Regions from separate parts of the Lactuca sativa genome. Here region 1 is linked to region 2. Evidence: chromatin contacts called from public Hi-C data. All regions are on one chromosome and are shown on one strand. Each heading gives the region's core, a stretch centred on a gene start, on an enhancer-like site or on the middle of the called end of the contact. The rest is flanking DNA. Distances are from core to core; before and after follow the strand shown.

Region 1 (4,730 bases), core at 323-2,822, 180 kb before region 2:
ATTTCTATTCGATGGATAAAATACCCTTGATATATAATAAATAATTTTACTCAATTGACATATATACAAGAATGTGTAATTTATGCATTTATATTTAAATCCATAATTTTCTACCATAGAAAAATATTACAATCAAAGCTACAATAAAATCATTATCCGCATATCCTGGAAATATTGTTACTCGGAATCTATTTCTTGGCACCACTACATTTTGGATCCCAAGCTTGTACATAAGACTAGTCTGCATAAAAAAAAAAAAACAATTTTCATTTATAACATTTTTCTAGTATATATATATAATTTTTAAAGTGCAATTATGTGAAAGGACGAAATGAAAGTAAAATGCTCTAATAAACAAATACTATATGAAAGTATGTTGCGATTTATTACATGTCTTAGACATAGTTCTCAAGAATTTGTTTATTATTATAGCATTTCTACTTTCATTTCTTCCTGTTACAACATTTTAGTTTGAAAAATTTACTCAATTATAGTGAAGTCATATACAAGACAACTTTTACTGCTATAAGTCTGGTAGATTTTTCAAATTCTTCAAAGTACTCATGACTTGGCAATATATTTGAAACATTTTCTTTAAATAATAAGCAAGTGTGAATGAAATTGTTAAATGAAAGTAGTAATTACTCATAAACCATGTCCAATTCTGAAACCTAATACTAATATATTGTGTGAAAAGTACCTGTGCTACTATGGAGTCGCCCTTATAAATGGTGCAGGATCTATGAAAGGGTGAACCTCTCATCTTGAAATCAGACTTGTAAGGGTTTCCATTACTAACAAACACTTGAAACTCTAGTTTCGTAAGCTTATTCCTTGTTCTCTCCACTCTAAACATCAAATCCTTCTCTTCAATACCATCCTTCCTAAAACCCTGCCATGTCGATTTCTGCAAAACAAAAAATTAGGGATTGAGATTGAAGACTATTTTGAGTCAATTACTCAATTATTAGTTTCTTGATCCAGACCCAAATCTTCGTTACTCAATTTGCTAACCACCAGGATAAGAATCGAAGATCACTTGATTTAAAATAATTTAATCTCATAAAAAATCAAGGGAATTGGATGAATTGATCCAATTTAGCTTTATTGGAAAGTGCAGAATGATTCTACACTAAGCAAAGGAGACACGAAAACCGACAATCAATCAAACGACGATATCAATGATTCAGATTTAGAATCCGGAGAGAGAAGAGAGCTAACCTGGTTACGAGCAATTGAAATGAGGGGATTTCCAGAAGAATCAGCAAGTAGGCGTTTAAGAAACGGGGTAGGAGTGTTCGATGGAGGAGGAGGATCAACGGAGAAGACTAAATTTGCAGAAGAATCGGTGAATCTGAGATTGGCAGCGTTGGAGGTAGTGATTGTATTGTGTGGCTTCTTCTTCTTGGAGACGAATAGATCTGTTGGGATGCCATCTGAGTTGGGTTGATAGGATCCTTGAGCATGATCCATTGGTAAGTGAGATTTGATTTTCGTTTTTCTGTAGTTTGATTGCTTGAATGCTACTCCATTTGTCATGAACTCATATGATGTATGAACATCTCTAATTATATACACGTATGTATATGAATTTTTCTAAATGTATAATAGTTATATATATATATATATATATATATATATATATATATATATATATATATATATATATATATATATATATATATATATAATAATTTATGCATTATAAAATTATACATACAATATTTTAAAATGTAAAGTATTATGTATAAAGGAAATTATTATACACGAGTGAGCCGAAAATATGTTTAATGATCTTATAAACCTTAGAAAAATGATTTTCGAAGGTAATTGAGTTTCAAATTTGTTTAAAAAAGCGAAATTGACTTATTTAGGTAATTAACTTTTCGGTTTGTTTACATCTGGATAATTTTTTTTTGTACACGTTTAGATAACGAACTTTTTAGAAGTGTTCACATATAACCATTATGATCGGCTGTAACAAGTTACATTTAGTCATAATGATCATATGTGAACACTTCCAAAAAGTTCGTTACCTAGATGTGTACAAAAAAATAAATTATCCAAATGTGAACAAACCAAAAAGTTAATTACTTTAATAAATCAATTTCTTTTCTTTTTTATTTTATCTTTTAATTTTGATTTTGTATAAAATTTAACCTAAATGGTAAAATATTTTAAAATCACATCATTTTGGTAAATATCTTTTTAAAATACACTACTTTGGTAAAAAAAAAAAAACTTTAGATTTGACATGGAAAAAAACACATGGTCATTTTACAGAATTTTATTGTGTAAGATATTAAATATAAAAATTTAAATTTACTAGAGACTAAAAGTATTAAAAATTAAGACCAATAATATAAAAAAAACACACAGTTTGATGAATTAAAGCTTCAAATATTGTATATAGAGTTTCAGGCTTTGATTTGCAATTTAACTTATGGTTTTCAATTTATATAGTTCTTTATTTTTTCTTTCTGGTATCAATTTTCTTTTCCTGCAAGGATTGTGATGCATTGGATTGTGGTGGTGAAAAATTCGATGAAGAGATAATGGGTTGTGGTGTTGATTCATTGGAGTTGAATGACCGAAAAAAGAAGGGACGATGAAAACGTCGATGTCATTAAAAGGTAGAAAGAAGTTGAGGAGGATGAAAGATGGGATGTTGACCGATAAGATTTAGATTAAAATTTTCAAATGTTGTTTTAGGTTTAGAGTGAGATACAGGTGTGTGGAGTCCACTAATTTTTTTTAAATATATATAAAAAATAAATACATAAATAAGAAATTGAATTAAAAAAAATAAAAATAAGGGCACAATAGTCTTTTTAGATAAAACATGGACCAAACGCACAACAAAAATAAACAGTATGGACCATCTGAGTTACAAAAAGACAAAACTGCAAATTTGGTCCTTGTGGTTTGCAAAAATCTTTGGATGGGGTCCAAAAAGTTTTCAGCTTGCACAGAAGGTCCAAAATCAAGGTTTTTCTAGGTTTTTGGTCCAAAAAATTTAAAATCACCTATTTACCCTTTAATTTCACTTTTGTATTTTCTTTTCTTATTTATTTTAATACTTAATGAAATAAAAATAAAAAACAAAGGGGATAGACCTCCACTCCACCCCTACCGACACCCCTATCTCTTTCTCTCTCTCTCTCTCTCTCTCTCTCTCTCTCTCTCTTATCTGATAATAAAAAAAGAAAAAGAAAGAAGCAGCAGCAAACAACCAAAGTTGTTGTTTCAACCCATAGCAGACCGCCATGGCATCCCCCCTCTTCCTGTGAATAACGATCGATCCACCCCGATTGTTTCCTTCCATTCGTTCTTCCCTTATTTCAATCATGCCCCTTTCATTCCAAATCAAATAAAGACGGGAACAAGAGATGATTTCTCCCTCTTTGCAATTGACCAACATCTTCAACTTCTCCCTTCGTTTTCTTCTTGATTTCTGTCACGCTTCTCTGGAGATGGAGCAGCATCCAGCGAGACAATGAGGCTCAAAAACCCTTTACCATTCATCAGGTTGTTACAAAACGAAAAAAGAAGAATAAGAATAAAAAGAAAACATGTGATCAGACCACACTCCTTTTTCCGTCGACTAAATCAGCCAAGCACCCACTATTTTCATCGATCAACCCTCCACCCAAACCTTTCCTATCTTGTCAAACAGTTGTTGCTTCCACCCTTTCCTTTCCCCGTCATGTGCTTCTGGACAATAGAAAGAAGAGTCAACAGAGCTAGCATCGCAAGCCATCCACCACCACTCGCTGCCACCACATGCTGCTGTTATTGTTATTCCGACCATTATCAATTCTTTCTTCTCCATTGTCGGTGCCACCTTCGACCAGCACCACCGAGAGAACCACTGGAGGTCTTGACGAAAAATCAGCAGCCACCAAATCCAAATCGTGTTTGCCTCCATGAGAAGCCCTAATCCACCTAAGTTTGAGCCATTAAAGACATCTAGCCCCTCCATTTGCACACACACACACACACACACACACACAGAGAGAGAGAGAGAACGAGAGAGAGAGAGATAAGGTGAGCCAACTTAATTCCTTTTTTGCATTAATATTTATAAAATAAAAATATAAAAAATACAAAAAAGAATTTTAAAGGGCAAAATAGTCAATTCAAGGGCTCCATGGACCAAAAATACAAAAAGTTGTTAAGTTTAGGACCAAAAACCCAGAAAAACCTTAATTTTGGACCTTCTATGCAAGCCGAAAACTTTTTGGACCCCATCCAAAATTTTTTGCAAACCACAAGGACCAAATTTGCAGTTTTGTCTTACAAAAATAAGTTAAAGACCAAATACACAAATTTCCAAAACCATAAGAACCATTCGTGTATTACTTTTATTTTTGACAAAACTGCACAAATGGTCCCCGTGGTTTGCTGAAAATTGCCACTTTGGTCCAAAAAGATTTGGACTAGCACCACAGGTCCAAACTTTTCATTTTCTTACAAGTTTTGTCCAATTTACTTTAAAATTTTTTGCAATGACAATTTTGCCCTTAATTTATGTTTTTTTCAGTTTATTTATTTATCTAAATAAATTTTCGATTAAAAGAAAAATAAAAAAGAAATTTCTCTCTCTCTCTCTCTCTCTCTCTCTCTCTCCACAAGAACACTTTACTTCTGTACACTTTTTCTTTGAATATGGATCAAAGATCACCCTTGTTCATGTCTGAAATCCAGACAACTTCTTCACAAAAAGCTTG
Region 2 (4,258 bases), core at 1,393-3,892:
ATATATATATATATATATATATATATATATATATATATATATATATATAATGGTTGTTTTTTACCGAATGGAGGACCTCACCGTGCACCAAGAGCAGTGGTGTTACTGTACCCGGAGTGTCACCTGGCCTCACTGCACACTGTAAGGTGATATACCTCATGGCCTAATTAGAGTTTTTATATCCAAACAGTGGGAATTGAATTTTCTCTTGATGTACAAAAATATTCTCAAACCTTGATGCAACCACAGTGATCAAGTATCTTAAAGTCGAACAAATCATCTTCCTTTTCCTTCCTTGGTTAACAAAGACATCCAAAAGGACTTGAGTTAGGGTTTTGTACCTTTAAATTCTTCCCATTTAATATCCATTTAATTACATAACTAAGGAATTAATTATCTTTCATCTTTTTAAACTTTAGCCTAAATGTGTGAAAATATAATCGTACTGTAGCATTCTGATCATGCCAATACGTGTGAAACTGTAGATGATAGCTACAAGGTTGGTCTCTTATTGTGGATTTTAGAACTTTAACAGCATATAATCCTTTTGTGGTTGTATCAAACATCTTATCATAAAGACAATAGATCTACTTCTTACATACAAGGTCAAGTATGTAAGAATTGAAAGTGAAAGGACTAGTATGCAAAACGATAACAGTTGAGGGATTTTATAAAAACAAAAAAGAAAACCCTAAACCGATTTAAAAGAAACAGTACAAGCCATTTAGTTACCAAAGTGCAATATATCAATACACAAAGAGCTAGAGATCTCATGTACACAAGAACTTCACAAGTAAAGATTACTAAAATATTCAAAGAGTTTCATTTTTTAAAATCCATATTTCATTCAGTCTGAGGATTATATGTTCGGCGTCTGAGCTGTGATTCTGAGTTCGGCTGCTGTAGAAAGATTCTTGTCGGATCATTCGGATCAACATATCTGCTCAAAACAAAACGCATATTACTTACATACATGTTATATGTATCATGCATTCTGTGCATAATATATACTTACTATCCATCAGGCACATCAAATGTTTTGATGTGCCCGACACCTGACACATAAATATGTGTCAGGCACAATGTATTTGACATTGTGCCTCATACATAAAATATGTATGAGGATCAGACACATTTAGGCTAAATGTGTCTGTGTCTAATATAGAATGGTACTTACGCGTGTCTCATCATTTCGTCAACAGGAGTTTGAGCGGCTCTTAAAGGATCAGGGGCACGGGGCTCAGTTGGGCCACCAAATTGTTGATTATATTGTCGCACGGATTTTATCAAGTTGAAAAATAAAGGCACAAATGTCCCACAACCTCCTTCCTTGAATAAAATCTTGAAAGTGTGAGTGGAGTACAATGCACGATGTTGATCATCTGGGACTACCTACAATTCAACATAATTATTATTACATTAAATAATCAATCGGATTTGATTACGTATAATGACATGTCATCATCCACTTACAGGCTCCACAAGTCCCGATATATTGTTGCAGTGGAAAATCGGTTGGTTGAATTTTTCTCCATGTACATAAAGCTGCACCAAAAACAAAGTCAAATTGACTTAAACTGTGACTCAGACTGTGACTGTGACTGACTGTTATATATAAGTTTATAAGAGTAAAATTTAAAGGAAAAATGTGACTATGTGAGTTTACTCACCAGAGGCATATCAAAAGCAATAAAATTGTTTGTAGGTTTATCAGCAACAAACACCATCCGGACATTTGACAAATAGATTTTCCCCTTTGCTTTCCCCATTCCACCAGGTGCCCTGAAGATACATAGTATAAAACAACACTTAGCTTAACCATTGAGGGCATTCATGTCTTTTGTAACCTTGTCACATCCACAAAAAGTTACAAATTTTGTCCATCAGTCGCTGTTCCATTGATACAACTTCCAATTTCATGTAGATTGTTGCTTGTGTTAACTCTCACGATTTGATCAAATCCAATTTCATATAAATTCGTGCTTGTTATGTTTCAACACATCAATAGCAAATATGTGAATTCATGTATGAATTTACACTGTGCTTTTGTGATAATCGTGTAGAGGAAACCAAATAAACCGATTAAAAGGAAGCGAATTGAAGATTCAAGCAACTAGTCATAATAAAGTACGATAATCGGTTGCCATCATCAAGCAATTACGAAGTATTCAAAGTTTACCATAAAGATTAAAATGATCATCTACATCATCATCAACGAAACACAAGAACACAACAAATCTAAAACCTAAAACTAACATGATAAACCCTAAATCGAAACTGATGCAGGCGATTGTGGGGATTTAGAAAAAGAAAAATAATCAAATTGATAAAGGATTGAAAAGATGCTTACCCGGGGATCTTGTCGACCTCAAATTCGACGCCGTCTCTAATTAAGACGAACATCTCGTTGACGAACGCTACGGGCATCCCGTTACCATACAGATTAGGATTAAGCGCCATCGATCTCCTTCTTCGTGGAGTTTAGGTAGAGAAACGATTGAATTTTTAGAGAAATTTTCAAAAGTGTGATCAGATATCGCAACAAGAGTGTTGTTCGTGTATTATTTGTTGTTTTCCCCTCGCGTACGAGTAATCTACGACTTTCCAGACGTTACCACATGCCGTTGGAGTAAACGGTAGAAGGGACTCCATTACTCCATTTTGTATCTCGGTTAATTTCCACCATCACTCGTTTAAAACAAAATATAAAAAAAAATTAAAAAAAATGACAAACTCTACCATTTTTATGACGTAAAATTCAGTTTCGAAACACTAACAATATTTTAGATTTAAATCCTAATTATTTAAATGAAATTTTATATCAACCACTAAGTTGTCATTGTCATTACGGGGCAAATATATTTTTTGGTTATTTTTAGAACTATCACATATCTTCTAAATCTTACTCCTAAACTTAAATATTTGTTTGCTAAAAGGATTTGAACTCTCAAACCTCATGGATGAACACGTTTTTAAACACCATATATCATTAGGTTTTGAGAGTGTGCTTATATAGTCAAAATACAACAAGTAAATGCGTTTGTACATTTACAGGAACATTTATAAGAGTCGAATACAATAAATGCAGTAAAATATAATTTATAAACATTCCAGTTCGATGAATATCATGATCATTTTTCGTTTGTTCATGTTGAACTGGGTTGTTGGTCAAATACGATATTGACATTTTCACAATAGACAATAGTGGCTTTAGTAGTTGCTGAAGCTCATGAAGTAAGTTGTTGATACAATATGTTTCTACTACAACAATAAGGACTCCTTGATACTCCGTTTCAACACTGGAGCATGTCCATACCCTGTCGTTTTGAGGACCAAGAAAAGAGGTTGTGCTAAAAAAATACATAGTATACAAATGTAGATCACCTAGTATAAGGGTAACCAACCTAATTAACATCAAAATAAGTTCTCAAACTGTGAGGGGAAGTATCATAATTAGCATCAATATAAGTTCTCAGACTGTGAGGGGAAGTATCATAAAGATGCAAATTGTCGGCTACTTAGACATGGATGCATCAAAGAATATGTTTGAGTGTTATATAGTGAAGCTCGTGAGGTCACACATTGGTAGGCATATCTTTTGAACTACTTAGGTGATGTTGGGCCCATTAAATGTAAGGTACTGAAGACCTCTAACAAGGCTCTGGTGGGTTTGCGACAGGTGTGTATAAGGGACCCAGTTTCGCTGAAGTGTCATCAAATTGCAAGCTAGTTTGTAGTTTAGCATGTTGGCCCACTATATAATTTCCAAAGCTTATTTTTGTTGAGTTAGAAACATGTTGGTCTGATCCCGAGTAACTACAATGCCAAAAAAAAAGATCCTCGAGATTTGTCATATGGAACTTGGTGCTCCAAATAACCGTGATGTGTTATAAGAGATTTATCGAGGATGCAATTAGAGTAATGTTATCCACATAAAAGATAAGATAATCGATGTGATGCGATGCTCTGGTGATAGATGGGTAACGAGGAGTCACACATGATCTTAGTGAAACCAAGATCACATATACATTAGGCAAACCCCTGAAACTAAAACCCTAAGGATATCATAATCAATACACAACATATGTTACAACGACAAATACCTAACGGTCCTGAACACTATTGTAAGTTGTATCTTAATCATTTTGCATCCTAATAAAGTTCCAACAGCTTTAGCCCTGTCACGTGTGATACATATAATTTGAGTGAGTCAGAGTGGGAAACCTGGTGAGACGCATAAGGTTTTCAATCTCACAAT

What was found. A called contact is a pair of places that touch in the nucleus more often than the background predicts.
Region 1: a Hi-C map of leaf shows a contact between it and region 2, with 8 times the contacts expected there. The contact joins the promoter of LOC111920619 here to the promoter of LOC111920620 in region 2. A contact is called at or near these places in 4 of 4 Hi-C or Micro-C datasets (bud, leaf and seed).

What each region holds. Positions count from the first base shown.
Region 1 is chr8:175,601,602-175,606,331 of Lsat_Salinas_v11, reverse strand. It overlaps LOC111920619 (protein LURP-one-related 7), which reads right to left and starts at 1,572. Exons shown (of 3, transcript XM_023916194.2): 1 at 1,222-1,572; 2 at 701-907; 3 at 27-241. The coding sequence starts at 1,539. The coding sequence ends at 95.
Region 2 is chr8:175,420,409-175,424,666 of Lsat_Salinas_v11, reverse strand. It overlaps LOC111920620 (UPF0664 stress-induced protein C29B12.11c), which reads right to left and starts at 2,642. Exons shown (of 5, transcript XM_023916196.2): 1 at 2,351-2,642; 2 at 1,671-1,782; 3 at 1,474-1,545; 4 at 1,178-1,392; 5 at 701-940. The coding sequence starts at 2,460. The coding sequence ends at 844.